Linked DNA regions of Sus scrofa: region 1 is linked to region 2. The links are chromatin contacts, called in public Hi-C maps. All regions are on one chromosome and are shown on one strand. Each heading gives the region's core, a stretch centred on a gene start, on an enhancer-like site or on the middle of the called end of the contact. The rest is flanking DNA. Distances are from core to core; before and after follow the strand shown. Region 1 holds the start of SGCD (sarcoglycan delta). Region 2 overlaps SGCD (sarcoglycan delta).

The links. A called contact is a pair of places that touch in the nucleus more often than the background predicts.
Region 1: a contact with region 2 is called in a Hi-C map of embryonic fibroblasts, with 2.2 times the contacts expected there. The contact joins the promoter of SGCD here to the enhancer-like site in region 2. A contact is called at or near these places in 3 of 47 Hi-C or Micro-C datasets (embryonic fibroblasts, fetal heart ventricle and heart right ventricle) and 1 of 2 datasets of contacts at active chromatin or transcription factors (skeletal muscle).

The regions. Positions count from the first base shown.
Region 1 is chr16:66,887,320-66,892,812 of Sscrofa11.1, forward strand. SGCD (sarcoglycan delta) reads right to left here and starts at 2,901. Exons shown (of 8, transcript NM_001144123.1): 1 at 2,826-2,901.
Region 2 is chr16:66,730,576-66,735,933 of Sscrofa11.1, forward strand. The region is part of intron 2 of SGCD (sarcoglycan delta); the gene reads right to left. Among named protein-coding and RNA genes, the nearest start is that of SGCD, 160 kb to the right of the region's middle. Within about 2 kb of position 2,201, at least 9 of the 83 cell types and tissues checked have an H3K27ac peak or open chromatin away from gene starts, as enhancers often do. A contact at or near this core is called in embryonic fibroblasts and skeletal muscle, where this site is marked.

The DNA of each region.
Region 1 (5,493 bases), core at 1,651-4,150, 160 kb after region 2:
TAGATAGCTGTCAGCTCCCTGTTCACTGTGTTAGCCTTATTAAATTTCAGGAAAGCATCCTCTACTTAAGAAACTAATGATTATAATCTCAATATTATTAGAGCCTTTCTCTATATTTAATTCATAAATTGATTTTAGCGTTACAGATGCTTAAGAATGATTAAAATAGAGAGGTAATAGCTAGGCAAGGATTTGGAGGTTATACATATTTAAATAACAATAATAATAAAAGTAGTTAAATCAGCAATGGGGGGATGAAACTTTTTCCCCCACTTTGTTAAAAGGGGGTCTTTAAATCACTCAAAGTCAAGACATTCAGGACTACAGGAGAGCCCTAAACACTGCCAGATGGTCAAATCCATAATTCAATCCTCACCTTATGAAACTTTAATATTAGTATTTAATATCACACATTCACCAACAACATGGTACGTGCCCTCAGAGGTGTTTTTAAAATATAAAAGAGGAAGTAAAATCAAATAAATTCATGCCTTAAAAAAAGGATATGTATCATTCTACATTCCTTTGCAAAAGTGTGTCTTGATGATGAAATGTTCCACAGGCAGGGCCTGAATAAGCTAGGCTCCCTGGGACCCCTCACCCCTCACCACCTGGTCCCTTCACTCAACACTCTCAGCAGGAACATCTCTGGACGGAACAAATATGGGTTAAAAATAAGGCCTTAAGAGCCTGCTCCCCCCTCACTTACGAAATCGGAGCCCTTAGGCAATGCTGTTCTTACTAAACGTGCCTTCTGATTACTTCCAGGAGGCACAGTGGGGAAGAATGACCATGGGGTCTTCTTTTGTGAAGAGGGTAAAATACTTCTCATCGAGGCCACAGTTTAACCACACCATTCAGGCTGAACACGTCACTGCTGGGCTTTGCTGTTCTAGTTCTAGCTCTAGTACATGTGTTTCATTCCTGTGCACAGATCTCTTCCGTTCTGTGGCCACGCCTCTCTCCTTCTAGCCTGCATCTCTGCCCTGGATTTCTTCTTCCATCCCCTTCCACACGCCACTTTTTAATCTTTTCTTTTCAAATGCCAAGGGAACTTGATTTTTCCCTCCTATACTTCTAAAAGAGGGAAACTATGGAGTTTCTTCCGGGTAGCAAGCAGCTCTGTTCATACTCCTGCAACCTCAAGTTGCTATTTCACGCTTACTCTGCTCAAGCTTGACACGGACTAAATTTAGAAAAGTATGACATTGGAGCTTACAGAGTCTCCTTTTTCACTAGCAGTGCACTTGGCTATGGTTCACAGTGGTGCCAAATCTGTCCTGGCATCCTGCTCCCTCTGTAGGCAACACAAGTGTAGTCACTGTCTACAGGTCCTACCTTGCCCCAGGTCCATCAGTTCCCAAGCCCTCTCCATCCCAACAGAACCCAAAGATGATGTTTATGAAGAAAGTACTGGTGTGCCATCTCTCAGAATAAGAATTCCTGCTGCCAGTCAGTCCCCAATTCCCTCTGCTAAGAGCAAAACTCTTGAGAAAATAAAATTGCTGGCTGAGAGGGCTGACTTTTCACCCACAAACAATGTCTGGGCACTTATCCTAGGTCTTACAAAAAGACAGGAAAAAGTCAGGCTCCCCTACTCATTATTCACTCATAATCTAACTCTCTGCTATCAGCTACTTATTGAGAGATTTGAGACCTGAAGTCAACACACACCTGTTTTGCTAGAGGTCCACCTGCAGAAGTCAAGCCACCCTTCTTCTGTTCAAGGAGTAGCCAAAAATCCATTCATTCATCCGTTTCCCCAACAAGATGCTTGGCCAAGCCCCCTTTGGAAAACTCCATTGCTGTTACTGATTGCTTTGCCAGTAATCACAAAGTTGTAGTGAGATTTAATCTAGCTCTTTCAGAGCTGAACCAGTTTCTTAAGTGCAATTACATTATATCGTGCATTTTGTAGAAGCTAGGCATAGAATAAGGTATAGCTTTTGTGGGGGGTGGTAGAATCTGTATGGCTTTATAGCTGATATATAGAAAAGAGAATTATTGAAAATTCGATTTTTTTAAAGCACTCTTTCAGTAAGGTATGAAATCAAACCAATCAATGAAATAAGATTCACACTACTATATCTCTATCTTTTAACAATGATTTCTGAGTAAATGACTGTTTTCTGTGACTCTTCAGTTGTCTATATTTCATAAAATACAGAAGTATTTTTTTGAAGAGAACTGACAGTTACTTCAATTTAGAAAAATTGAAAATTATTATAGAAACAGAATTACAAATGTTGAGCCAGCATATTTCTAGGCAAATACATCACTGAGCTTCTTAATGACAGTCAAAATCCCACATAATAATAAAAGGTGCCAGGAACTCGTACATACAGATCTGTTCCTACACTCTGAAAGCGTAATCCAAAATAGAAACTTCAAACTCCGATTCTCTCAAATAAGAGCCATTTTCTGCTAAAAATGCCTCTCTCCAAATTCTCCTGAAGCAAAGAGCACAGTTTCATCTAAAATTATCCTCCCTGCCAATGAACTGTCCTTGCACGTAGAAAAGTTACAGAAGGTTGGAGCAGGATGACAACACAAGAGTTCACAGACTTTGCCTTTTCACAGTCGTGTTGCCGGTCCCATCTAACTTTCCCAAGTATTTCTGCTCTGCTGAAAATCACATCTTGAGGCGGGCTGTGGAAAGAAAAGATTACAACCCACACCAAGTATGTGAGTGATGGAGTTCTAACTTGTACACACACACACACACCCACACACACACACCCAAAACTCAGAGTACTTGAGAACAAACAGCAGGCTTAGAGAGGACAAGAAAGCATGGAAATGCAGGAACGTTAACTGTCCCCTACCTCTCTTGTCTTCTTCGCACAAAGCGGCTGGTGAGAACCCCGCACAGTCCAGGAGGCGTGTGTGGAGAGGCTGGAAGGAGGCGGCCACTGGGCCTGCGGAGGGTGAGCAGGCCCAGCCTGTGTTTAGAAGCTGCCCCAGTCAGATTTTCCAGCTGCAGAATTGCAGCCAAGTCCCTGCCCATGCCTGAAGAATTTCCTGAACAGCATTCCCGGTCTTTTTCTGACTGCTTTGAAACCGTACTCTGTCTGTACTTCAATACGGCTTTGTCAGGCCAACTCCCAGCTACTGGGCTCACTCCAGCTCTCAATGGGAAACACATGTGTCAAGCACGGCCCTGCTCCCCTGCATCGGCGCCCCTGGCGTCTGCTGGGCCCACACTCACAACCACAAAGACCAGGGCTGCTAGAACCGATTCTGATTTCTCACTCATTGTCCCCACGGCCTCTGCTCTGTGGTGCTAGCCGCTGGAGTGGCATCTCTTCTGTCTTCTCCTTAACTCTGCCCCTTTTTAACTGGCTCTGTCCCCAGATGACCCCTGTTGGCTACCTCCCCCCCACCCACCAGCCCTTGCCAATCCTGATAAGGAGCCTGTTACAGCTGAGAGATGGGAGTTCTAAATTGATCTCCCTGCTGGCTGTTGCCTCTGTCTTTGCTCCCAGTTTCAATTGCTCAAGGAGGAACAATATTTTTAGCATTTCCAGACTGGTTCAGGCACTTCAGAATGGTTGCCTTCACCTGATATGTGCACCTTTTGCTGCTGCCACTGAAAATAATGCAATTATTTTTTTCAGACACTTCTGGTGCTCCCTGCTCTGTAACTGTGCTGGTCCAAAAAAAAAAAAAAAAAAAAAAAAAAAGATGTAACATTTTGCAGGTTGTTGCACTGTGTGTTACGGTTACAGGAAATGCAAAGGAGAAAAGAATGCACCTTTAATCTGAAGGTGTCCTGATCCTCTGCACCTGTGATTATTTCTGGATGACACTCCGAGATGTCCCATCCCATGTACATTCTTCTGGATTTTACGGTCTACCTTTGAGATTTCCTCTTTCCATAAAAAAGGAGGAAATGTCTAAATAGATGAAGAGGGCACTCCTCTTCCCCCACACTGAAAACCCCGTATCTAATGAGCCAAAGCTAAGTTGTCAAGGCAATACTATAAAAAAAAAAAAAAAGATGATTTAAAGAGAGTGCCTCCTTTGTTTTGAGATTTTTCTTTTCTTTGTGGGGGTATTAATATTTTACATTCCCAAACCATATCCCACTAGCAACTGATTTTAAAGAACTGGATGGCCAGATTGTAAAAGTATTGTGTGTTCCTCAGGGGCTGTTGTAAATAATAGATTTGGGATCTGAAGTTTAGCATCCAACTGCACTGGCTACGTTCAGCAGGATTCGACTTTTGCCTTGGGAAGCAGTCAGTGTGTGCATCTGTGTGTGGGGAAGGAAGCATGAGCACCTCTAAGGTCAGGATGCAATTAAGGAATCAAAGAACTTCAGAGTAGGAGGGAACCCCAGAGACCTGCTAATCCAAATTGTTTCAACCCTTCATTTTACACAGGGAAATGGAAGTCCACAGAGACGAAATGACTTGTCCAGAGGTGCAAAGACCCTTAAAGTCAGAACGGGTGCTAGAAAGCAACATGTGCGCTAATTTTCCATATGCTTTCTCCATCCCAGCATCATTGGGAAAGGCAGTATCATTAACCTTCATAAGAGCAGGCTTGGCATCGGTGGCCCAGATCTAATCTTAGCTGTTTCTCACTACGGCTGTGACTCCTGGTTAGTTTGCTGAGCCTCCCTGTACCTCAGTTTCCTCATCTGTAACATGGGGGTAAGAATAGAATCTACCCCACAGAATTGTTAGGCTTTGATGAGAAAATCCATGCCATGTGTTTATGACACGGCCTATACATTTCAGTTTAGTTCTCTTTCTTTTTTACATTGAGCAAAACCCAGACCCTTTCTCTTGCCTAAAAGCAAAATTGTACTCTCACATCTACTTTGAGTTCCTAGAATAAACTAATGAACTGATTAAGTTTTCTGCCACCTTACTTTTACATAGAAAGGGCCTATTACCTTAGACATAGCCAAGTTCCTAATGCTTTATCAGAACCAAACAGCTACGTTTCAGTTACTCTCTACACACAACACTGAAGTCTTGCCTCAAGATTAACTCACAGGCAAGGTAACCAGTGAGACCAAATCTGCAGTCAGTTACACAAGGCTGAACAAAGTGTCATTTGCAGAGAACTGGACCTTCTTTCCAAGCCTTAAGAGCTCAAGATTACCCTGCTAAAAATAGAAGACCATTAGCGATTGCAATCCTCATGTTTGGCAACTGCAATGTCCTAAATTAACAACTACAAAACAAAATCCCTAATATTGAGGAAGAAAGTTTCCTGAGAAAACAGCTTCTACAAATTCTAAAGAATCAGCTTTCTATCTGGGGTTCCAGAGCCTTCACTGTAGAAGCAATCCTAGGAACTGGTTATTGAACCACTCACTACATACTAACCATGTCTGGGTGCCCGGCTTCCTTGGGGAAAATAAAAGAGGAAGGGTAGTTCTTAATTTGGATTGGTTTGCAAATGTTTTAGTAAACAACAACAACAGCAGCAAAAAAAAAAAAAAAAAAAAAAACCAAAACAAAACAAACGAACAACAAC
Region 2 (5,358 bases), core at 951-3,450:
GGGATTTACTATTCACTGCCTCCCAATTCCCTCGTGTGCAACATTTAGCCACAGAAGCATTACACTACGCCCTATTTTCTGGAAGGCATTTTTCTTTTCTCCAGTTTCAGATATGGTTTGTCTATGCCTTGATCTCAAAATTAACCCCAACTGCTGCTCTTTAAAGTTTTAAACTTCAAGTCTCCTTAAGGCCATGTTTGTATATAATGATTATACCAGAATTTAGTTTCTCTGGATGTTAGGGGTGACAAATGAGGATCACTGAATTTTTTATCTTTTTTAGCCCACTCTCTTTCTCAGCTCTTCTATCATCTTCCTTGTGCTTCCACTGTGGCTGCTTCTGCCAGTGCATACCCAGTTCACATCTAGAATGTTTTTCTTGTTACTAACATATGGATTTTATGAATTTTTCCAAGATGAACTCAAAACCATTTTTTACTGGGTTAAAATGCAAATCCCCAAAATGCAACTGGAAGGTGACAACAGACAGAGAGGGCTTCAGGTCTCTGCAAATCCTCTGCTGTCCTCCTAGACCCCACGTTTAAGAACCAGCCAGGCAGGGGACCATCTGGAAGTGATCCAGTTCTTGGCTTGGTTTGCTGATAAATCACGTGGAGACCTGGGCTAGCCAAGCCTGCTCTGGCCTTAGTGATGAGGAAGCACACACAGCTGACTTTCGCCCTCAAGCAGGGCGAGTCACAACAAGCAGATGGATTGCCCCTCTGATTTCTCACTTTTCAGCCCTTGGAATCTTCACCTTCAAGTCCCACAGTCTCCTGTCCCAAGAAAGGTGCTGCCCCATTTGCACATCTCTCCTTTCTTCTTTTTTTCTGCCTTTCTCATGTCTGACCACTTTCCCAACCAAGTACTCCACAACTCCTTTTTCTGGGCCCCCAACCTAACCCTCTAGGGTTTGAATGGGCCTCTTCATTACCGAAGCATATTGAGTTGGGTTCCTGAGATTGCCAAAGAAATATATACTGCAGAGCCCTCCAGGAGCTGTTTGCAGCGCTGGTGTTTTGAGGAGTGTTTGCTTTACTACAACAGGACTTGTTGACTCAAGGGAGGGACTGGAAGAAAATGGGAGTCACAGAATATCTTGTCTCTTCCTATCTTTTGGGTAAAGTCCTTTTGGAGAGATGGGCTAGAGGAATAGGCAGATAGAACTAGTCAGAACAGTTTTCTAAATAAGACATGTGTTCCGTGACCCACAAGGGAAAAAAAGGCGGCACAGAGTGACAAAGAGATTTTTTTTTTCTTACTCTTCTGCATGGGTCCCAGATGAGCTCTGACCTCCTCAGATACCCCCAGCCTTAGGACAACCCACAGGCTGAACCACCATCCTAAGCACTGGCATGCTAAGACATGCCATGACACAGGAGGGGCACCTCCAAGAGGAGTCGTGGGCAGGGGAAGTGAACTCAGGCAAGAAGGAATAGAGTCAGGGGAAATGTGGCTGCCACTGAAAGGCTGATTTGTGGCAACAAGGGAAAGATCCCTTTGTGGATGGTTAAGATACTGTGAAAAGAGACTGGCTTGCAGTAATCGAGGCAAGGGGAACCCATGCCCAACCTATTACTGGTGTAAAATGGAAGCGGGGGCTTGCTCTATTGTCAGAGGTGGGTGAAGCCAGTCATATTCTGCGAGTTAACAGCGAGGGAAAATAAGAGCTAAGAATTATCATTTATTTAGCACCTACTGGATGCCAGTCACTATACTACCATCTTTCTCTAGAGGCATTAGCTTATTTTATCTTTAACATCAATTTTATAGTATCAGCATTATTATCATCAGTATTTTATAGTCAGGGAAACTAAGGCTTGAAGCGGTTTGGTAAATTCCCGAGGTCACGTGGTTGGGAAGTACTGAACCCTTGAGACCATGTCAAGTTAATGCTCCCCTAATGGCACAGCAAAACTAGGCTAAATGGACTCTGGGCACACGCTCAGCCTCCCTCCTTCCTTATATCCAGAGTTATGAGGTCCACTTTCTACCTGTTATCCCAATTATCCTTTTAAAAACCGCCAATTAGAAAGGGCACATTTCTAAACTGGTTTCTGCTTCAGTCAGGACCCAAATTAAATCTGTTTCCTTTCAAACCCAGCTGGCTCTTCTTTCCCTGACCAGCTGGAACAGCTCCCGCCTCATCAGAGAGCTGTCGGCAGGGCTGGGTGGCCCGTGTTCAGGACTCCCTGACCGACTGCTGGCAGATGCTGCGTCAAAGAAATGACACACGCCTCCATGGCAGCACTAAGGAGTCCACCCGCACTGCATACAGGAAGTGAGAGTCTGCAGCCAGGCTTGGAGTTTAGAGCCAGGATGAGTGCAAAGGTGCTCAAGGCAGCCTCCAGACCATGGGAAGGAGATCCCGACACATGATGTTGCACAAGGCTGAATCATTTCCAAGGAGAGTTACTTGGTACCAGTGAATTCCACAGTGACTAGCCCACAGTTTGTCCACCTCGCACTGTGGACATCTGAGGTCTTGCTCATTCTTGGTGGTGGGGGCTCTGCTGTGTCCTGTGCTCTGTAGGGTGTCTGGCAGCACCCCACTAAACAGCAGCCATGCAAGTCGCCCCCATCCCTCCCCTAACTGTGATGACACCAAAAATATCCTGGGACATTGCCAAATGTCCGTTCGGGGATAAAATCACCCCCATTTGAGAACCAAAGCACTTTCTGATCTTGACTAATCCATGATATGATAGGGAGAAGTGAGTCAGGTTAGGTGTGAGGAAACATGAGTGAGAGTTCAGGCTCCATGCAGCTGTTGCTAAATGAACTTGGGAGAGTCCCCATTGCTCTCTGAGTCTCAGTGTCCATATCTGGAAGATAGAAGAGCTGGGAAAAATGATCTTTTAATTTAGGATCATTCCTAGAATGTCTGAAGTTTCTCATACAGGAAAAAAAGAATCTAGCCAGAGTTGAAAACTGGTGTCAAAGGTATTCAAACTCAGTTTATTTAACAAACAGCTTATTTCTTGTCATAAAGTGCCCCAAGCCTTGTGGATATGACAGAAATCCATTCAGATATGACACTGATTAGTGTTTCTAAAAAGGTGGCCAGAAGACGGTCACCTAGAATGCTACTTAAAAACACAGATTCCTCAGCTCAAATCCATATCCAAGGAATATCTGCAAGGTGCACTCAAATTCTGCATTTTAATAAGCTATCAGAGTAATTCCTGTCCATGTTAAAGTTTGAGAATCACTAACACAGATGATGCTCCCAAGGAATTTACCATCTACTTGGACAGAAAAGAGTTGTAAAAACCTAATATATATATATTATATATACAATATATATATCTCGAAGTAAAGGTGCTAAGTGCTGCAAAGGTGATAAAAAAGGGGAAGAAAGAGCTAAAACAGTCACTCAGACCTCCAAGGAGGTTATAGCTGAGACTTCCTAGTTGGAATTATCCAATTTAGGTACTGGATAAATGAAGTATATGATGTAGGATGACTTTATTAGACTCCTACCAGCCATTTTATTTTTTTTTCTATTACAAAAACACTTATAAACCATACAGTGCAGAGATTATAACTTTGTGATTTTGACAGACATACTCACTCATGAAGCTGCCATGTCAATGAACACTGTCACTCCCAAAGCCCCCAGTTCCCTTTCAGGCAATTCATACATCCTACAGACAAACGGTGTGCTTACTTCCACCACAAACATTACTTTTGTCTGTTCTTGAACTGCTTATAAATGGAATCATACGGGATATGTGGTCTTATAACTGGTTTCTTTCATTCCACATAACACAGTTTGAGTCGTCTGCGTTGTTCTGTGTATCAGGAGCACATTACTTTTTTTTACTGCTGTATAGATACACCACAATTTATCCATTTTTATGTTGATGAATATTTGTTTCCACTTTTGAATTATTATGAAAAAGCTGCTTAAAGCATTCTAAATATTCTTTTAAAAGTCCCCTGTAGGAGTTCCTGTCGTGGCGCAGTGGTTAACGAATCCGACTAGGAACCATGAGGTTGGGGGTTCGGTCCCTGCCCTTGCTCAGTGGGTTAACGATCCGGCGTTGCCATGAGCTGTGGTGTAGGTTGCAGACGCGGCTCGGATCCCACGTTGCTGTGGCTCTGGCGTAGGCCGGTGGCTACAGCTCCGATTCAACCCCTAGCCTGGGAACCTCCATATGCCGTGGGAGCAGCCCAAGAAATAGCAACAACAACAACAAAAAGACAAAAGACAAAAAAAAAAAAAAAAAGTCCCCTGTAGACATATATTTTCATTTCTCTTAGGTACGTAGAAGCAGAAAGGCTAGGTTATAGAGAAGATAAATGTTTAACTTTGTAGGAAAATACAAAACAATTCTGTTAAGCAATTGTAAAGTTTAGACCCTCAGCACCATATGAGAGTTCCAGTTACTCCATATCCTTAACATGCGGTACAGTAAATCTTTTAATTTTAACCAATTAGCATGTGTGGAATACTAATTTTTTAATATTGTCTTATTGGTGTTTTAATTTGGATATCCCTAGTGACTAATGATGTTGAGGATATTTTTATGTGTTTACTGGCCACTCATAAACTTTTCTTTTGTGTGACATTTGTCTCTTTCCATTTCTTATTGTTATCTTTTATTGCTGATTGTAGCAGTTCTTTATGTATTGTGACATAAATCCTGTCTAAAATAAATGTATTGAAAATATTTTATCAAAGCCTCCTGCTTGCTCTTTCATTTTTAATGGTGTCTTGATAGGTAGAAGTTTTTATTTTGATAAAGTCCAATTAATAATTTATTCATATATGTTTAGTGCTTTTTAGGTCCTGAAAAATCTTTACCTATCCCAAACTTGTGAAGATAATCTTACATCTGTTTTCTTATAGAAGTATAAGAGTTTTAGCTTTTAGTTTTTAATCTATGATCCATTTTGAATTAATTTTGCATATAGTAAAAAGTAGGGGCTAAAATTCCTTTTTCGAAAAAAAAAAATTTTCCAGCACATTTTATGGAAAAAAAATTTATTTTCCCCAAATAGCTTTGACTGTGTATGCGCGACTATATACGCTTAAGTCGTTTTGCATTTTCTATTCTTTGCCGTCATTCAATTTGTCAGTTCTTTCGCTAACATCATACTGTCTTGATTCTGTAGCTTATACTAAACTAGTATGAGCTCTTCAAATTTTTTCTTTTTAAATATTGTTTTGGCTAGCCATGCTTCTTTACATTTTCATATAAATTTCAAAAATGTGTCAGTTTCTCCAAACACATTCCAAGGAAAAAAAACCTCTGTTATTTTGATTGTGATTACATTAGACCCACAGATCAACTTGATAAAAAGTGGAGAAATTTTAGTAGAAATTATAGTAATATTGAGTTTTCCCAGTCC